Linked DNA regions of Mus musculus: region 2 is linked to region 1. The links are chromatin contacts, called in public Micro-C maps. All regions are on one chromosome and are shown on one strand. The core of a region is the stretch at or near the end of the contact, and the rest is flanking DNA. Distances in the headings are between cores, read along the strand shown. Region 1 has its middle 24 kb from the start of A630075F10Rik. Region 2 has its middle 11 kb from the start of Gm17619.

Region 1 (3,471 bases), core at 589-3,088:
TCTTCTGCTTAGTCAGCCAACGCTCTTGTCCGTGGAGTCATTTCTTCAGCCCGTCTTTTGTGACACGGATCCTCTGACAAGCACTGGCCGGTTATTTCGTGAGCTGTCTCTCATTTTGGCTTTGTCTAATGTCTTCTGCTCCCTGGACAGATGTTAGGTGGTATACAAAGGAACAGCTGCTGTGTGACTGTTACTAGGGACAGGACAACAGCAAAGCAAAGCAGCAGCATTACCTTGCTGACCTAGGGAGTTAATGGGCTTCCCAAAGGCAGTTGCACGACCTGAAAGTCCCACTCCAGGATGAGACCCACACAAAGCCAACATTCTGTGTCCCTTACACAGGAGTCCCCTACCCCCACCCAAGCCCCTACACCAACTGATGCATGGTTACCAGAAGCCAAGGGAGGGACGGAGAACAGTGGCTGGAATCTCGGGCAGATGTCTAATGAAAACATTAATGACCTCAATCTTGCGAGGGACTCCTGTGGCTCACCACAGATGTTCTGATTCGAGATGGCAACAGCCATGTCGTGCCCCGAGGACAGGGTTCCCACTGTAATACCATAGAGACGTGTGCCCTTCTCAGGAGCTTCGTGACACTGACATGTCTTATCACGGGTGAAGTTCACTTTGATGGCATGGTTTAAGTAGTGTCTGGTAACTTCTGTTAAAACATGAGACAGGCCTTTGACTTTGTAGTGCTAGCCAAGATACCCTGAAACAGGAAGAAACCATTCAGTGTCCCTCTAGCATACATGATTTTGGACATATGACTTTTATCCAAACAATGCTTTCCTCACTTGATAAGGGAGATTAAAAAGAACTATCTTTCTAAGTTGCTAGAATGGTCACTCTATAATAATCATTGTTAGTGACAGCCAGGCAAGCCAACAGGGGATCCATGGAATCAAAAGTGGAGGACTCTGGCTGGACAGACAGCTCAGTGATAAACCACAAGCCGGAAGCCCCAGGACCCATGCAAAGCCACGTGATATCCCAGTGCTCCTGTACCATGAGAGGAGGCAGAGCCAGGAGAATCCCTGGAAGCCTGTGGTCAGGTATAGGAGGCATCAAACAACAGACAAATGCTCAAACAAGGTTGCCTGACCTTCTGACCGCCACACCCTCAAATGTGCTCCCCTACCACACACACACACACACACACACACACACACACACACACACACACACACACACACACACACACGCAACCCAGATCTCAACTGGATACTTCCGGCAAGCAGCAAGATTGGCTCCTCCTTTCTTTCCTAAGGAAAGACCTTCCTGGTTACAAACAGGTAGACAGTCAGTCAGACGGGCCTGGAGAGATGACTCAGCAGTTAAGAGCACTTGCTGCTCTTGCAGAGGACACAGGTTCAGTTTCAAGCGCCCACGTGGTGACTCATAGCCATCTGTAACTCTAGTTCCAGGGAATCTATCGCCCTCTTCTGGCCTCCATGGGTACTACATGTGGCGCACACAGCATGCAGGCAGACCGCCTATATAGAGAAAATGAAAGTAATAAAAGCTCTTGGCGAAGTGAAGTGAGCAGATAAAGTCTATGACTGACTGTAACCAGCACCAGCTCATCCTACAAGCGATTACGAGGCGTTCTCTGTGCCCTAGGCCCATTGCAGACCCTCGGCTGCCTCTAATCTGGGAGCGGAATACTGCTTTCCTTGAGTTTACATCCCAGTTAGAAAGGCACAGAGTAGAGAAGCAAAGACAGGGACTATCACTCACCCTGGTTCAGTTGGAGTTCCTATAGCTGTGATGAAACATCATGACCAAAAAGCAACCCAGGGAGGAAAGGGACAATTTGATTTACATATCCTGGGTCACAGTCCACTGAGGGAAGCCAAGGGGAGGGAGCCTGGAGGCTGGAGCTGATGCAGAGGCCATGGAGGGGTGTGGCTTACTGGATTGCTTAGTTTGTTTTCTTATAGAATCCAGAACCACCAGCCCATGGATGGCACCACCCACAATGAGCTGGGCTGTTCCCCCTCCATCCCACCTCAATCACTAATATATAAAACGCCCTCAAGGTATCCCTCTGTCCAGATCTGAAGGAGGCATTTCCTTAATTGAGTCGACTGTAGCTTGTGTCAAGCTAACACAAAAGTATTTCCTAAACAAGTCTACATCTTGTTTTGTTTCGTTTTGTGTTTTGCCTTCAGACAGAATTTTTTACAATGTTGCACACGCGGCTGGCTCAGCACTGTGAACCCCCCAGCTTCCAGCTGCCCCGCACCAGGATTCCAAGCATGAGGGACCACACCCAGTTCAGCCCTCAGTGTTTCACTTGATTGCTCCTTCCATGCGAAAGGAACCCTGCATGCCCCGCCTTCAGAGTTTCACTACTGAGATTCTCCGTAGGTTTAGGCTTGCTCCTACTTCATCAATTAGAATGATTACTTCCTTGTGGAGCCTGTTTCCCACCTCCCTGCATTGGGTATCTATCATTCCAGTGCCCATAACTATCCCTTAGTTTAAAAACCTCCTAAACAGCCTTTGCCTCCCCTCAGCAACATTGGTTTAATTTTTTTAAAAAAAAAGTGCAGTGCTTTGATGTTTTGCCTGCATGGATGTCTGTGTGAGGATGTTGGATCCCCTGGAACTGGAGTTAGAGACAGTTGTGAGCTGCCATATAGGTGCTAGGACTTGAACCAGGGACCTCTGGAAGAGCAGCCAGTGCTCCTAACAGCTGAGCCATCACTCCAGCCCCACACTAATCTACTTTTTATTATGTGGTCCTGTTTTCTCTTTGTTGACAAGAACAGAAACCACGTTTGTAAAAATAGTTGCCGAGACCTTCTTGTTGAGCCCAGGCTGCACTAGGAGGAATCATGGGTAATTTTAAATGTCAACTTGCCACAACCTAGGGAAACCTGGGAGATCCTGAATGGAGATTTCCTAGGTCATACCAGCCTATGGGCATGTGTGCATGGCGACTATCTTGTTTGTTAAATGATGTAGAAAGATAAAGCCCACTGTGGGTGGCACCATTCTCTAGACAGGGAGTATTGAGCGATACAAGGCAGGAAAGAGCTAAATGGAAGCAAGTGGACTTAGGTACACTCATTCTCTGTCCTCCTCAGTTTAGTCTCATGGAACATGTGGCCTTGACTTCTGCTTGATGATGGAGGCTGTGACCTGGAATTGTGAGCTAAATAAACCTTTCTTCCCCTACGTCGCTTCTGGTCATGTTATTTTATCAGAGCAACAGAAAGAAAACTATGGCAAAGAGGTTCTCAAATGTTTTTCGGTTGGACTGTTCCATCAGTGGATGGACGCGTCTTGATTCTGCTTTTGTTTAACTGTGATGTTGGGAGGCCATGGCTCTGCCTTTCTTGCTTCGTATTGGCTAAAATGATGTGAGACACATCGATAGTGTTGCCCCTTCCTTTATGTCCCATTTCCTCTGCTATTTCAGACCTCCCTCCTTTTTTCTTTTTTCTTACATTGAAAGTA
Region 2 (3,674 bases), core at 461-2,960, 160 kb after region 1:
ATTGATCTGTACTAATTAATTAGTATATATTTAGAGGACAGGGTGCTACGATGTGACTCTGGCTCAGCCTAGTAAGAAGAATGACCGGAGATCAGCTGGGGCTATGAGCAAGTCTGTAGCAGAAGGGGATCTGAGGCTTCTAGTTGCGTCTTGAAGTGACACGGTGACCACCTGGTTCTGGTCAGCTTGGGACTTCCCTGGTTTTAGCACTGAAATTCCCTCCACCTAGGGAAACCCCAAGTTCTCAGCAAACTGGGATTGTTGGTCACCTCACCAGGTTACCCTGACTGATTGATCGGGAATTCCAGAAGATTCTAAGTTTATTTGTTTATTTTTTGACCCAGAGGCTCATGTTGCCCAGACTGGCCTCAAAGCTGATATATAACCAGGATGAGTCTGAATGCTTGGTTCTCTGCCCCTACCTTCCAAGATGTAGCTCTATAGCACCATGACTGATTTTTTTTAACCCCCTAAACTTAATCATATATATTTTTATTTTCTGTACAAGAGTGTTTTGTCTTCATGTATGTATATGTATCTCATGTGTGCCCAGTGCCCTTGGAAATCAGAAGAGGTCATTATGTATTCTGGAACTGGAGGTATGGATGGTTGTGAGCCACCATGTGGGTTCTGAGAACCAAACTCAGGTCTTCAGAAGAATAGTCAGTGCACTTCACCACTGACCCATCTCTCTAGCCCCTCATTATGCCTGACTGTATCTGGTGCTGGGGATAGAACAGAGCTTCACACTTATTAGACATACATGCCACCAAGTGAGCTAGCTACATACATAGCCTGGATTGCAGAATGTTAAGACAGAGTGTGGCAAGTGGTCCCCAGGTCAGACAACAACGAAAGGCGCGTGTGTGTGTGTGTGTGTGTGTGTGAAGGGTATACCATAGAGGATTCATGTAAACCAGAGAACAACTTGGGGACTTGTTCTCTCCTACTTTTGCAGTGGCTTCAAGGGTTGAACTCAGTTTGTCAGGTTTCACAGCAAGTACTTTTTTACCTGTAAGTCATCTTGATAGCACCATCATTTATTGATTCATTTTTCTATTATCTATCTATCTATCTATCTATCTATCCATCCATCCATCTATTTATCCATCTACCCACTACCTACCTATCCATCCATCCATCCACTTACCCACCCTATCTATCTATCTATCTATCTATCTATCTATCTATCTATCTATCTATCTATCTCCATCCATCCATCCACCCATGCATCCTAATTATCTATCTGTCTATCTATCATCTATCTATCCATCCACCCATGCATTCTGTCTGTCTGTCTGTCTGTCTGTCTGTCTGTCTGAGACAAGGTCTCACATGGATCCCCTAGGCTTGAACTTGCTATGGAGTTGAGTATGACTTTGAACTCCCAATCTTCTCACCTCCACCTTCTGCACACTGAGATCACAGGCACACACGGCCATGCCCCAGCTCTTCAAACTGCAGGGTGTTTTTTTTTTTTTTTTAAGATTTATTTATTTTACGCATGTGTGTACACTGTAGCTGTCTTCAGACACACACCTAGAAAGGGCATAGGATCCCTTTAGAGATAGTTGTGGGTCACCATGTGGGTGCTGGGAATTGAACTCAGGACCTCTGGAAGAGCAGTCAGTGCTTTTAACCACTGAGCCATCTCTCCAACCCCAAACTGCATTTTTAAACCTTGCTTGGTACTCAAGCCAAAACCAGTTCCTTTTCCGGGTGTCGTTCTATTTAGAGACTGTGGATACACAAGAGTAATTGCCCACAGTCTCATGCTCCCCTGAGTTAGGCAAACGCGGTTGCTACCTCTCTTTCCTCAAGGGTGTGTTTCCTTGGGTTTTAAAATTCCTGACCAGATCGAAATGAAAGACTCCGTTTCTCTCTCCTTATCAGTAGGTAGGGTCCGACATTAAACAGTCAGCCTTTTGTGTGAGGGCGCACTTTGTGATTTCTAAGATTACACCTCAGCCTCTTAAGTGTAATCAATGGAGGATAAAATTCTTTAGGACACTCAAAATATTTCAAGAATCTTCAATATTCTATTTCCAGATGGGAGAACATAAGTTTCAATCCCAGGAGCCAAACCCTGCTGCTGTAGAATGGACGATTTCCTGTAAAAGAAGGAGCCGCGCCCTGCCCGCGCTTTGCGGGAGGGGTGGGGGTGGGGGTGGAGGCTACGGGTTATTGAGCTGGAGGCTGCTTTCTCTGAGTTCTGAGACGCTGTCTGTACCTTTCCTCTGTGTTGTGGGAGACTCGCTTCCATAAGCGAGCCATTCAGCTACGGGAATGTTCTTGCTTGATCCTGAATCCCTTTCTGGGTGAGAGTCCAGATAGAGTTTCTTGCTGGGAAGACAGACTGTCCCTTTTACAGTTCCCAGTCCTAAGCAGGTGGTGACAACCTTCATTTGGAATGACCTATAGGTGCGTTTTTCCACCGAGTACCATAAATTACAGCTAAGTCACTTCTGACCACAAAGGTGCAGTTCCCCAGAACAGAAAGCGGCTGTTTGGGGGGTGGGGTGGGGGGAGGGGCGCTGGGGACAGCCTAGGCTGATAAAGCTCGGGAAGTTGACAGAACTGTTCAGAGGCGCAAAGGGGGAAGCCCCCATTGTTTGTGGTAGCTTTGTAAAAGTAGGAAATATTTTGTATTTTAATCTTTTTAAGCATAGTATTATGCCTAAGAATGAGTTTTATCATGACATTTTATACAAGTATGTCATGTATTTTGGTTATATTCACACCAATACCCTCTCCTGTCCCCTCCCATTTCCCATGACCCCCTTCCTAGCTTTTTTTTTTTTTTAAAGTAACTCAGTGCCTTCCATGGAGGTTGCTTATATGAATATGAGAGGAAGTTATCACAGAGACATTCTGTATTACTGAAGAAATGTTCCCCCATCTCCCCTCCCATCCCCCACGGCAACCACCCTCAGGAGATTTGTAGCATAAGCCTCTCCCAGCTAGTTTACTGGTAACCGTGTATAAACCCCCAGGGAGGGGTGGGGCCTCGATAGCCCCTCCCCTGCCCTTCCACTGTGCTGTCCTAGGAGGCAGAGGTGGGACAAGACTGGAGGAGCAGTCGTGAAGGAGTGCAAGGGACTCCAGCTCCCTGCGTTGTTGACTGAGGACAGGAGGCCCCCAGTTCTTTGGCTCCTCAGTCTCCTGTTGTTCTTCCCTGAGAGAAGTGGTATTTGTTATATCTAGGCTTCCTATCTCCGCCATCAAACTCCAAAGCCTCTGCTCATTTTGAGAAGTAGTGTAACCCCTTACACTGTTTGGGAGTTCATACTCTACTTGGGACATTGTTCAGAGGCAAGAGCCCAGCATCCCGAGATCGCGTATGGTTTTTGTACTGAGTGTGTTGTATAACACACACTCCAAGCCTCGGGTTGCCACCTCCCCGCTCTGAACTGACCTCCAGCGAAAGCAAACATCACTCTCTAGGAGTGATTACCATAACTCTTGTCGCTTTATTGTTAAGGAAGACCTGTCAAGGGTGTCTTTGTCCTCCAGAGAGGGATGTTCTCCAGGACCTCTGGGGAAGGGTGGCGCAGCGAAGGATGATGCCTAGGGCACCGGAAGCACATCGGGACGCCTAGCTGAAGACCTTGGATGGTTTTCCAGGGAGGGAGGCTTTCTGATTCCGTGGCACCCACTCGGCATTTTTGGTCTGG

Evidence for each region. A called contact is a pair of places that touch in the nucleus more often than the background predicts.
Region 2: a contact with region 1 is called in a Micro-C map of embryonic stem cells, with 2.1 times the contacts expected there. The contact joins two enhancer-like sites. A contact is called at or near these places in 5 of 484 Hi-C or Micro-C datasets (embryonic stem cells and undifferentiated spermatogonia) and 1 of 115 datasets of contacts at active chromatin or transcription factors (embryonic stem cells).

The regions. Positions count from the first base shown.
Region 1 is chr2:170,044,678-170,048,148 of GRCm38.p6, forward strand. It overlaps a transcript of Tshz2 not described here. Among named protein-coding and RNA genes, the nearest start is that of A630075F10Rik, 24 kb to the right of the region's middle. Within about 2 kb of position 1,839, at least 18 of the 459 cell types and tissues checked have an H3K27ac peak or open chromatin away from gene starts, as enhancers often do. A contact at or near this core is called in embryonic stem cells, where this site is marked.
Region 2 is chr2:170,203,526-170,207,199 of GRCm38.p6, forward strand. No RefSeq gene overlaps it. Among named protein-coding and RNA genes, the nearest start is that of Gm17619, 11 kb to the left of the region's middle. Within about 2 kb of position 1,711, at least 215 of the 459 cell types and tissues checked have an H3K27ac peak or open chromatin away from gene starts, as enhancers often do. A contact at or near this core is called in embryonic stem cells, where this site is marked.